Regions from separate parts of the Gossypium hirsutum genome. Here region 1 is linked to region 2. The links are chromatin contacts, called in public Hi-C maps. All regions are on one chromosome and are shown on one strand. Each heading gives the region's core, a stretch centred on a gene start, on an enhancer-like site or on the middle of the called end of the contact. The rest is flanking DNA. Distances are from core to core; before and after follow the strand shown.

Evidence for each region. A called contact is a pair of places that touch in the nucleus more often than the background predicts.
Region 1: a Hi-C map of hypocotyl shows a contact between it and region 2, with 2.8 times the contacts expected there. The contact joins two enhancer-like sites. A contact is called at or near these places in 7 of 34 Hi-C or Micro-C datasets (anther, callus, fibers and 2 more).

The regions. Positions count from the first base shown.
Region 1 is chrD01:20,914,049-20,920,673 of Gossypium_hirsutum_v2.1, forward strand. No RefSeq gene overlaps it. Among protein-coding and RNA genes, the nearest start is that of LOC107920923, 12 kb to the right of the region's middle. Within about 2 kb of position 1,298, at least 4 of the 9 cell types and tissues checked have an H3K27ac peak or open chromatin away from gene starts, as enhancers often do. A contact at or near this core is called in hypocotyl, where this site is marked.
Region 2 is chrD01:20,874,166-20,880,377 of Gossypium_hirsutum_v2.1, forward strand. No RefSeq gene overlaps it. Among protein-coding and RNA genes, the nearest start is that of LOC107922081, 49 kb to the left of the region's middle. Within about 2 kb of position 1,951, at least 1 of the 9 cell types and tissues checked has an H3K27ac peak or open chromatin away from gene starts, as enhancers often do. A contact at or near this core is called in hypocotyl, where this site is marked.

The DNA of each region.
Region 1 (6,625 bases), core at 48-2,547, 39 kb after region 2:
TTGTATTTTTTTTTCAAGAATTTAGTTTCTTTACTTTTAAGATTTTAAAATTTATGTCCAACTGTTAATACTGTTAAACTTTCTGTTAAATTTATTGGTGTAACATTTTTAAATTAAAAAAAAGAGCAATCCCTAACCATATAAGTAAAAAATGATATTATAATAAACTTAAATTTAACAAAAAAAATTAAAAATATTAATAGTTGACCTGACCTGAATTTTAAAATTTAAGAAATAAAAGAACTAAATTAATAAAATAAAAAGTAAAGAGACTAAATTTTAAATTTTCAAAAAGTAAATAGATTTATTACATATTCTAATTTTAATGATATAAGAAAAACAGGCAAATTACATTTTTTACATGTCATTGATGATGTGGCTATTGAACGACAATATCATGAAATATAGTTTAAAGAAAATGTCAAGTAGCACATTCTCATGTTTATTTTTTAAAACACTATTAACTTTTGGACTAAAACTAAGATGAAGAAATAATTTAAGTACTAAAGTAAAAAGAAAATAGTTGAAATGCCAAAAAAATAATACGAGCCCTTTTCTTTTTCCTTTAATCTTTTTTTATACAACAATCTGACGTAACAGATGCTTTCGTAATATAAAACATTGTCTAAAAAAAAGGGAAAAATGAGGAAAGCCAATAATGTGGAGACATAATATTCAGCACTGTGGATTTGGTTTTATATTGTGCTTTGGAAAAGTTCCCCAGCACTCGATGGATGAAGAAGAAAAGGATCTGCCTCTGTAAACTAAAGTAACAATCACAGTTACTGCAATAATGACCTTTAAATAAATATGAGATATGGATTGCCTACTAACATCAACAATAGTTGATGAAGTTTTGGGTACTAGAACCCAATTTTTGATATTTGTCTTTTAAAGATTGAAATGTGTAGGAAAGTTTGATGTGCGGGTATTTTTTGAAACAGTTGTTTGAGTCACTAATTCTGTGATCTTAATAATTTAAATTAGTTTTTCTTTGTTTTTATAATAAAATAAAAAAAGCAAACTTGAAACCCATGAAATAACATTGTAATTATCGAAGAAATAAGGATTAGGTGAAGGTTTTGGAGTCATCTTTTTTATTTTCTCATTATTATTAAATATTATGAAGCAGCAAGTTTATTAAATATTTCAGTCCTTCATTGACCATAATAAATTGATGAAAGAGTCAAGAACCTGAAGACTTTTTTAGTAATTTATAAGAAAAGGGTGGAAGAATAAAGGGTATTAGCTTGAGTGGCTCCCATTATCTCGTCTTTTTGTCCAAAGAAGTGACCCCAATTCCTCGAGTGCGATGACCCTTTTCGAGAAATGACTTTATTGGCATACCTCTGTCTATTCACTGTTTCACTTCCCACTCCTACTTTTTAATACATCTGTCCCCAATTTTTTTTATTAATAAAATTTAAATTTAATTATAAAATTATATATAACATCAATAAAAAATATTTTTTAATATTTTTTAAAAAGTGAAATGGGGTTTTTTTAATTAGGCTAGCCCAAACATAGGCCTAAGCTTAAAAAAATTTGTAACCGAGCCTTAACTCGACCCATCGATAGCTTTACTTTTTAAATTTGTTTTACACCATTGCTTCACATTTAGCTAAGATGTTTAGAAACAAACTAAAACTAAAATTGCAACATTTGGAACGAGTTTTTAAGTTAATATTGTAATAACATGAGAAAAATATTTATTTATTACATATGTTTTATAATAGTTAGATATAAAATAAAGAATAATTAGTACAATTTTAAACTCAAAATTAGAAAGATAATTAAAAACTTATTATATCCCCATCCACGTCAAAGTGTCACGGGGCTAGACCTTTTGTCTCGTAATCCGTGCGGCCTTAGGCGATCCGTTCGTCTAAACTCGCCTAAGTCAGCCTTAACTTAAGTGAGGATTCTTTTAGAACTCCTCCAAGGCACCAAATTGAAGAGCGGAAGCGATTTATACCAAAAGAAGCTAACCAAAGAACAACAGAAAGCCACAGAAAAGGTTGCACACAAGGTGTTTGAGTAAATGCTCTCAGAGTTCTATTACTCTTAAGAATTCAGAATACAATAGAATGAGTACAAATGAGGGGGATGCTCTCTATTTATAGTTGAGCTCCCCCAAAACCGACGATCAAGATACATTTACATCGACGGATGAGATTTAACCATATCCCTTAATTTTAAGGATTTACAAGATAAGCCTTATCAAATCTAATCTAATATTTACAAGACATGATTCCCCTCTATCTTCTAATATTAGTTACCATATTAGCCTAAGTTGCCATCTCTTCATTATCGGGCCAACTAGGCTTCAATTTGACAGGCTTGTCCAATAGCTCTTTGAATCGGGCCAGTTCTTGTGGGCCAAATGATCCCCATCTGAGAAATAGACCTCCATTGGATGCATTTGGTGCGATAGTCACGGGCTTTGAACTTTGGCCCGTGACAAAAGCACGTGGTAAGCCAAAAAAGTGCCCGAATAACAAGTCTGCCACTAGCAAGTCGGGAGGTCTGTTGTGAGCTCACCATTCTAGGATGACCATCTAAACATTGGATGGCCTAATATTCATTGGGAACATGTAGTTGTTGGTCACCAAACATCACATGGGCTCAATTGCTTCATCCCACCAAGTCAAAATGAATGGCAGGGTTTATCGTATCATAAACATTCTAGTCTCATCAAAGATATCCCTCCCACGTGTTGCAAATACATTAGTGAAATTAACAGTAATGTAAAATATTGATTAAATCACAAGATCAAACCAAAACAATATAGATATATATAATCTGAAAAATAGAAATTGGAAATAAAATTGGATCGAAATTGTGTACTCGTAGGTAGGCAGAAATCCGACTGGTAATTGAAGCATGTTTTCACAGTTTCCTTAAGATAGATTCGGTCGCTCCTTTGGTGCTGGAGAAACATTGGTCAACTGTCTCCCAGGATACAACAACAAGATGAGCACAGCTGCAGTGATCAACAAACTATAGCCTAGCTTTCTTCTATCACCGAATACAAGTTCAAAATATGCAGGAAAAAGATCTCGTAATTTTTGTAGGAAAATTTAGTGTGTGTTTCTCCTGCAGATTATTTTGGTTTAAATAAAAATATTCAAAATGAAATAACTTTTAGAAATTTGACTAATGAAGCCATTAACGTCCGTGAATTAATGAGCCATTAAAAACCCAAATTAATGTCTGGATTAAATGAGCCATTAAACTCAATATAATATTTGTCTTTTTAATTCCAAACAGAATTTGCAGATATAAACTCTGCTGAGGAAAAATAAAATTACGTATTGGGCTAAAATAGCTGCAGGCCTAGAAGGTCCCGATCGGTCCGGACATTTTGCATCGCCCACGTCGTACGGGTGCACCCCCAACCCCGGCAGGTTTGGATTTGTAGCCCCCTTGCGCGCGAGGGAGAGTATTAACTTAGTCATTCAATAACCACCAAGTTGATTCGTATATATAAACATATTCCACACTGGATATCTAACAAATTTAGAACTAATCTTTCCATTTTCCTCAACATAATTCACAAGTGGCTTACTTTGAGCATCAATTTCTCATTCATCACTAAAACATTTTGAGCATATGATATACTGTTGTAAATGTCTCATGGGGTAGAATGTAAAACCATAATTTTATGATTCAAATATCCACTTTTACTAATCGAGAATATGCCTCAAAGCTTCAAAAAACCTATTTTTTTCCAACAATCCCCCACATGAATGAAATTGATAGTTTTAACAAAAAATATTGACTCGATGTGGTGATAGAATTTACGATAGATAGTTTCATAGGATAGGTAGGCATCAACCCTTGAACCTTCCATTGTGAAAGTATATTTGCTTTACTAGCTTACCAGTAGACGCGATGTCCTTGAACTGTTCTACCTTTGTGTAAACGATGATATACCTCATACAACTACCTCCCTAACAAGGTTTTAGTTCTCATGGATATGTTCATATGATCGTGAACATCTCATGGTTCTGCAAAAGTTTGAGAGAACTATGCCCCAGTAGTCTCCTCGAAGTAGCCCCACTTCACTCTCACATAGGTGACTTATGTTGTTTGGCACAACAAAACACACAACGGTCATTAAAAGCATTGATTAACATATCCCACTTTTAATCATTATTTATATCATGGGAACAGACTTGGTATAAGAACCTCCATAGTGACCTCACAAGGTCTATGCAAGTAGGTTATCCTTTTGAACCTAGATCTTGGAATTTCTAGTCAACTAGGTTGGGTTTTCCTTCACATAGCACAATTAATTTTTATGGGGTTTTTTTATTCCTTTCGATGTTTTATCAACCTGATTTCGATTTAAGTCTTTAGTTAGTGAATCCGCAATGTTATCTTTTGATTTTACAAAATCAATAAAGATAATTCCATTTGGGATCAGTTATCTAACGATATGGTGTGGACAACGCATATGTATCGACTTATCATTATACATTATGTTCTATGCTCTACCAATTGTTGCTTAGTTATCACAATATATGCATATTGTGGGCACAAGCTTTGGCCAGTCAGGAATATCCTCCAAGAAGTTTCAAAGCCATTCAGCCTCTTCTATAGATTTGTCTAGAGCTACAAACTCAGATTCCATTTTGGATCTGGTTATAATCGTTTGTCTTGAAGATTTCCATGACACAGCTCCTCCTCCCAATGTAAAAATATATCTACTTCTAACACCCTAAACCTGGCCTAGACGTCTAGACCAAATCTAGAGAGTTACATCATCGATATTAAGAATACCACATTTATAACACAATCAAAGTGAATCATTCAGCATATAATATTAATCACAGCAATTAACTAAGTATATAATCTTCCCAAACATCATAATATCATAGAATATCAAAATTTATAATAGTAGTAATTAAAGAAAAGATAAAAGTTTGATCAAGCTCCCGTAGCCCCGACTCGTTCAAGTTTGAGAACCACCTGAAATCCAATCAATAACAAAATAAGTTGTGAACTCAGTGCGTAAAAGACGTTTGTTCAATTAAAACTCATTTATAAGATAATTCCTAAATCCCAAGACTTGATTAGGTAATAGAAGCAATATCAGTTCAGACAGAACAAATCAGTTACATATGCAGAAGTAATTTCAGTTTAATATACAGAACAAAACAGATCAGATTCAGATGCAGATAGTCCTACCCCTATCCACTACACATTGTTTTTGGCCAACCCAACACATAGTTAAAGGCATTCAATGCCCAACCAACTCTACACACCATACAGTGTCTGTTTGACACGTTTATAGAGGCGTAGCTTAACTGCTAGATTGAAATGGGACAGAGCGCCAGATTCATATTTATACGCATCGTGGCTTAGCCACTAATTTACAGCAAATCACTTCCTTCTTCACAATATCCCAACCCATGCAAATGCAGAATACAAATATAAACAACATGCGTTCATTCATTCTAATTCATTTCACAAATAAGTAATACAGTCAGTGTAAAAAATAACCATCATAGTACACATACAATTATGTTAATCATATATCAGTCACAGAACATTAGAGAGTCCTCATACAATCAAATTCAGATTATTCATACATTGGGGGTAGTATTAGTGTTGGACAACACTCATGACTTCAAAAACAACATTCGAACCCTATTTATATGCCACACGGCCTGGACACATGCCCATGTCCTTGCCCGTGTGGCTCACATAGCCTAGACAAATGCTCATGTCCTCTACCCATGTGGTTCTAAAATGTGAACAGTAAGTTACACAGCCTAGACATACGCCCATGTCCTTGCCCATGTGAGTCGCACGGCCTGGGCACACGCCCGTATCCCTAGCCGTGTGGTCCTAAATCACAAACAGTGAGTTACACAACCTAGACACACGCCCATGTCTGTTGCCCGTGTGAACCCTGCACTAACATGGCCATACACGACCTGAACAAACGCCCGTGTACCTCGATGAACAGTAAGTTAGACGGCCAACCACACGGCCATGTGGCTCACACGGCATGGGCACATGCCTATGTGCCTTGCCATGTGGCACCGACAGCCATATTTTTCGGTGACTAAAATTAATAGAATTTAAGGTTTTCAGTATGCACCTGATCTCGTTTCGAAGTAGAGACAACAGGGAGAAATCCTAGAACCTAATTTAACCATTCAACAACCAATCAAACAACTAAAAAGTTGAATCATCACTTACAGTAACATTCAACTAAAAATGTCGAAACCTCGATGCTAAACTTCCAATGATGATAAACGCTTATCGACAATTCAACAATACTAATTCGAAACAACACGCGAAAGACCACCTCATTCTGTATTCACGCTTAACAAAAAGATTAAAGACCAATTATCAGAGAGTTTAGCAAAGCAGTCAGAAATTCTCAATTTAACAACCCAAATGGAAACTAACGAATCTTCGCAGAGACATAAGATTTTCTGATAGAACTTACACAAAAATCTTCTAACAACACTTCAGACAACTTAGGAGTTTCAATTATTCTGATACTCACTTGTCGAATGTAATTAAAAAGGAAAATCCAAAGGAGTAAAAAAAATAAAAAATAAAAAAAAGGAAAAAAGAAGGTGAAAGGGAATTAACGTAACATTAA
Region 2 (6,212 bases), core at 701-3,200:
TATTTTTTAATTTTATTATTTTACATTATTTTAGTACATTATGTTTAAAATTTATTAATTTAGTGTGTTTTTTAAATAAATTTAAAAAAATAACCCTTATTTCGGCCCTTTGTTCGTATTTTTTCCCGAATTTTATTACTTTCAATAAAAATATATTATTTTATTATTTTATTATTTTACATTATTTTAGTACATTATGTTTGAAATGTATTAATTTAGTGTGTTTTTTAAATAAATTTAGTAAAAAAACCTTATTTCAGCCCTTTGTTCATATTTTTTTACCGAAGCCTCATTGTTTCAAAAAATATATTATTTTTATATTTTATTATTTTACGTTATTTTAGTACATTATGTTTTAAATGCATTAATTTAGTAAAAAACCCTTATTTCGGCTCTTTGTTCGTATTTTTTTCAAATTTTATTACTTTCAAAAAATATTTTATTTTCGTATTTTATTATTTTACATTTTTTTCATATTTTATGTTTTCTTAAACATATTTTTTTATTATTTTATTTTTAATGCTATTTTTGTAAAAAAACTCATTACAACATGCTAAATAAATTTCATAAAAAAATTATCTAATCAACATAGAATGTACATAACATGAGTTTTTTCATGCTAAATAAATTTCATAAAATATATATGCTAAATAAAATAATAAAACATATATAATGTACATAACATAGATTTTTTACACAAATATTACAAAAAAAAATTACCTTATTTTTTTCTTTCTTTTTCCTTCCCTCGCTCTTCTTCTTCTTCTTCTTCTTCTTCTCCTTTTCTTTCCTTTCTTCTCCTTTCCTTTTCTTTCTTTTTCTTTCTTCTCCTTTACTTTCCTTTTCTTTCTTTTTCTTTCTTCTCCTTCTTTCTTCTCCTTTAGTCGAATAGTCCCCCCAACCCAATATAAGGGCTGGTGCCGACAGTGGCACCTTTGGTGTCGCCTCTGCCACTGGCACCACTAGTGCCGCCTGTGACAGGCCCTCCACAGGGTCCTGTCACTTCCATCAACAGCTTTTTTTTTTTAACTTTTTTATTTTTTTGTACCATTTTGGTAAATTAAAAAAATGGTATACTATTTTGGTTTTTTTTATTTTTATTTTTTGAATTATTTTCGTAAAAAACCCTTCTTTTTAAGATCTTTAAAGCATCAATTTACTCTCCTCTTAATATTTTTGAAATAACACAATCTAGAATAAATTGGATTTATGTAGGGATGGTCAACATGGATATACAACCACATACAATCTAGTTAACAGTATTTTACACACATGCATGATCCCCCCATAATTGGCTTTTGGGCTATTGTAAGAGTGTAATCGAGTCGAGCCCGAATACTATCAAGTTTGAGCTTGAGTTGGACTCAAAATTCAGAGTTAAATACACGGCTCGAGCTCAATCAAACATTTATTTTTAAGCTCAAGCTCAGCTTTAGATATAATTGAGCTACTCGAGCTTAAGCTCGTTTACTATTTTTCTTCTCAAATTCGACTCGAGCTTAACTCAATAATTAAGCTTATAGTTAATAATATATATTAAGGGCAATAACATAATTTAATAATATGAAAATATGAAAAACTCAATAAGACTTGTGAGTTGTTCAAGTCAATTAGTACTAAGCTCAAATTCGGCTTGATTGATAGCTGGAGCTCTGAGCTCAACTCAATAATTACTAAATCGAGTTCAAATTTTTTTAAATTGAACTCGAGTAGCTTGCAAACACCAGTGTCTCATTCACCCCGGCTATTATCGCTATTATCTATACTTATTATTGGGGTTGTGGCCTTTGAGGGTATAAGGTCTAATTTTGGGCAGATAATATCACCAATATCAGCCCCAGTTCAGCACTTAACTGGCCTCCCCTGTTACTTTTGACTCATATGCTGATATTATAATTAAGGTCTGCTTGATCAAGATATCCCCATCAATTTAATATATTATTTTAGTGCAATTATCTTCTAAAGACAACCTCCATTTGACATAAGGTCAAGCACTGTCACATCATTCCTCACTTCTAATATTATATTATAAACAATTAAAATAATTATTTAAAAAAATTATAAGTTTTTTTATTGAACAAGTTTTTATTATGCTCCGTTTAAATTTAAGTTTAGTATCTATGCTTTAATTTGATATATTTTTGTTCTTATATTTTTATAATATCTTGAGTTAGTCCAAATAATTAGCACATTTTCTTTTAAACCAACTTATTATGGCAATGTATATATTTTTGTGTGTGCTAGAAGTGTTGGAAGAGAAATTTACACATTCATTTTAACCAAAATATTTAAGAATGTTAATTATTTAGACTAATTTATGTTGTTGTAAAAGTAGATGATCTAATTGTGTGAAATAATGGAATTATCTTAGGACATTACACGTGTAAGAGAATAAAAGTGAATGATGGAGGAATTATTGTTGAACGGTGGGGGAATCCTGGGTTCCTTTCATCTAAAATTGACAGTCTACTAACCCTATTTCTGAATCCAATGTTGTGCTTCTTTTAAGTAGTACTCTAATAATTTAACTACTAATTAGTTGAGCGCAAGACTGGATTTGTTAATCCATCAGTTTAAAACACTACATTTATTAAATGTAATATTTGTTAGAACCAGATAAACTATAGAAATACTCACAAACTTCCCCCCTATTTATATATAAAATATAAACCCAGATAATAATGTTAATCTAATTAAGAGGATAAAAATATGTGCTTAGTATGTATGAGATGTAACACAAAATTTGGTCAAGTCGTGTGAATTGTTAAATGCTTGATAAATAATTAATTAATAATTTTATGAGGTTGTGCGGGATGCTTTAATAAATTTTCCAAAATAAGACTTATACATTTAATCCTACAATACTATTGTTAAACTTTGTGAAATGGAGTTTTCCCAACATATTACCATATATTACGTTTTAAATCTAATAATTTGTTTTTAAACAAAACGGTTTTCCAAGTCCCTACAAATATAGCCTTTTAAAAATACCCTACTGCATGCATGTATGTTTAACTGAAGTTTTCGAGGTAATTGCTTGTTAAATACTAAATTACGAATTAGTCTTGTTGTTGATTTGATGTTCAGAGTAGCGCAGGGGAAGCATGATTTTAGGATTTTAATTATTCTCTAAATGATTGCTATGTGTGATTGGCGGGATGGTGTGTTTTTGTGGTGTTTTGATGGAGAGTCACTTCGGCGGTTAATGTGACGTTCGAAATTCGGGTCAGGACGTTTAGGGCACCACAGAAACAATTAACATGATTACTCACAATTCATACCATCGGGTATATATTTAGCAATAATTCAATTAATTAAATCATGGATTCAAACATTATTCAAACTAATAGGGACTTAATTGCATAAATTAAGCACTAAAATCAGTTCGAGAACCATTCAGGGACTAATATGCACAAAACATAAAATTTTGAGCAAAACTACAAAATTTAAGAAATAGGGGCACATGGTTGTGTGTAATGGCTTAAGTCGTGTGGGTCACATGACCGTGTGGGAGGGTCTAGGCCGTGTGGTCTGGGTTGGGTTTGATTTTGCCTCGATTTTCTTGTAAAAGAACACACATCTGACTTTTGGGGTCTTGTACGACGATCCTTATGTCCAAATCTGATCCAAGTCACCTACAATGGATCTTTCGATTGACAAAAACATAAGAATTACTATTGATGTTTAGGATTTAACGAGTTTTAACAAGATTTCAGGAAAACCCATTAAAGATTCAGAATTGATTTTAGAAAATTTATCAAGAATGATGTTTGGACAGATTCCTAGGGTTCTACAAAATTAGGAATGAGATTACTTACCGAACTTGGCACGATAGAATGGATTTGATGCTAAACCAACACGAAAGCGGATTGAACGTGATTGATCTAAAGCTCGGGATCAAACTAAAATTTCAGCAATGTAGAGAAAAATTTTGCAAAAGAAAGGATGAAGAAAGAATTGGAAAGAAATAGGGAAATAAATTCTAATTAGGGTTGTTTAGAGAAACCAAAATCCTAATATGACTAGGAAATGAGTTAAAAGGAAAAGTTATGCAAATTTAGGGGTTGTTTTGGCAAATAAACCCTCCTGCTAAAAATTTAAAACAAATGGAAAGAACTTGGGATTCTAGGGAGGATGCAGTAATGCTTGGTCATTGGGCTATTGCTCATTTCTTAGATTTATAACTTCTAACCCTATAAATTATTGTTCTCAGTGTAATTATTTTGTATCTTGTATTTTATATATTGCGTTCTCATTAGACAAAAAAAACTGAAGAAAATTATATATTATCCGTTAACCACCATCAAATGGTCAAGTTTTAATTGAAAATAAACATACCGATAGTTAAAAATAATTAAATTGAATTTTTTTTCTAATCAGAAGATTTAGCTTATATAAATTTTATGTGTTTAAACCTTAAATTTATCATTCATATATATATATACTATATTAATTTGAGATTACAATAAAAGTAAAGTGGTTCCTCTAAGAATATACCATTTATCGCTATAAAAATTTGCCATGTGCAACTATTTATTATATTTAAAAAAAATGTCAAAATTTAAATCAATGAGAAAAGCTATATTACGGAAAAACCTAGAATATGGTAAGAAACTTTGTACATATATAATAAAATTTTCTGACAATATATATGCATATAAGAAACTATTACCCAGAATCATTAATTTATAAAAAAAAAAGATTATTTTCATATATTGGGATTAAAATGGATACATAATTGTAAAACATAAAAAATATTTATTTAAAAAAATTCTTTAAAAAATCAACTTTATATCTCACTTTGGTATGTTTCATTATATAAAAAAAATGGTTTAGTTGATTAGTTACTAGATTTATTTATGACAAAAATATTGATTGTGAATAGATAATTACTTAACTCTAGGTATAGTATAAGATATTATGATTTTTTTCCAATCATTAAAATAATTTTGAAGGAAGGACGCATTTCTTAAAAGTTAATACAATTAGTCATGCAAAATTAGATGAATGTATATTTTTGACTTCTTAAAGTAACAAAAATATCATGTAATGAATAATTATTTTGGAATATTTTTATATGGTAAATTAAATATATATCAACTTTAACACTTTATCATATGACTATAAATACCTAACTTGCAAGAAGAAGAAACCAAAAGTTAAGAGATGGTAATAATAAAAAGAAAAGAAAAGAAAAGAAAAGAAAAAGGTATGTTTACCCTCTCTTTTTCAAGCTTCTAATTTCTTACCACCTTTTGTTATTCTAATATCATAATTCTTTTACCATAAGTCTTCATTAAAATGGTTTTGAAGGACACATTTCTTTTTACTTTTTGAACCTGTATAGAAGGACATAATTCTAGAAAATGGGACAGCCAATTGATCTAACAATGTTAATTATGTGTTGAATGATTTATTTGGATGTGCCTTTATGATTTTTTTTGGGTAAATTACACCAATAGTCACTCAACTTTGAGATAGCTGACAAAACAGTCACATTAATTTCATTTCAGTCACTCAACTTTAGAAAAATAACAAAACAATCCTCTTTTTCGTTTTCCGTTACAAATGTAACGGCAAAGTGACATGGCAGAGGATGACTTGCTTGGTGTCATTAACCGTCCAACTGGCCAGTTAGCACCAATTTAAACAACCATATCAACAACAATTTAGGGTTTATATAGTAGAATAATAATAATAATAATAATAATAATAATAATAATAAGAGAAAAAATGGAGATGCCTGGAGATAAAACAGATGAAAAACATCCTCCCTCCTCTGTAAATCCTATTAGACTTCAATTTCCCCTTGTCGAAACCATCTTTTTGAAAATAAAAATTTAGTTGTCGACTTTTAAAAATAAAATTGGAGCCGCCACCGATCCTTTATTAAGGTGTGATCGGTCCACCTTTAAAAATTATTTTGGTCTACGAATTTTGAGAAAACGAGTTCGGGAGTCAGTTACGCACGAGGAAGGGTTAGCACCCTCGTAACGCCCAAAATTAGTACCAAATTGATTATTTGATGTCTTAGCGTCGAAGCTTTTAAAAAAAAATTAAAAATCAACTCAAACAATGGAATTTGAAAAAAAAGATAATCAATTGCTCAAGTCATGTAAAGAAATCGAGTCCCAATACGTTAGGGTACAATTCTTCATAATTCTCGAACTTTGAATATCATTTTATTTTATGTGAAAATCTTCATTTTGAGA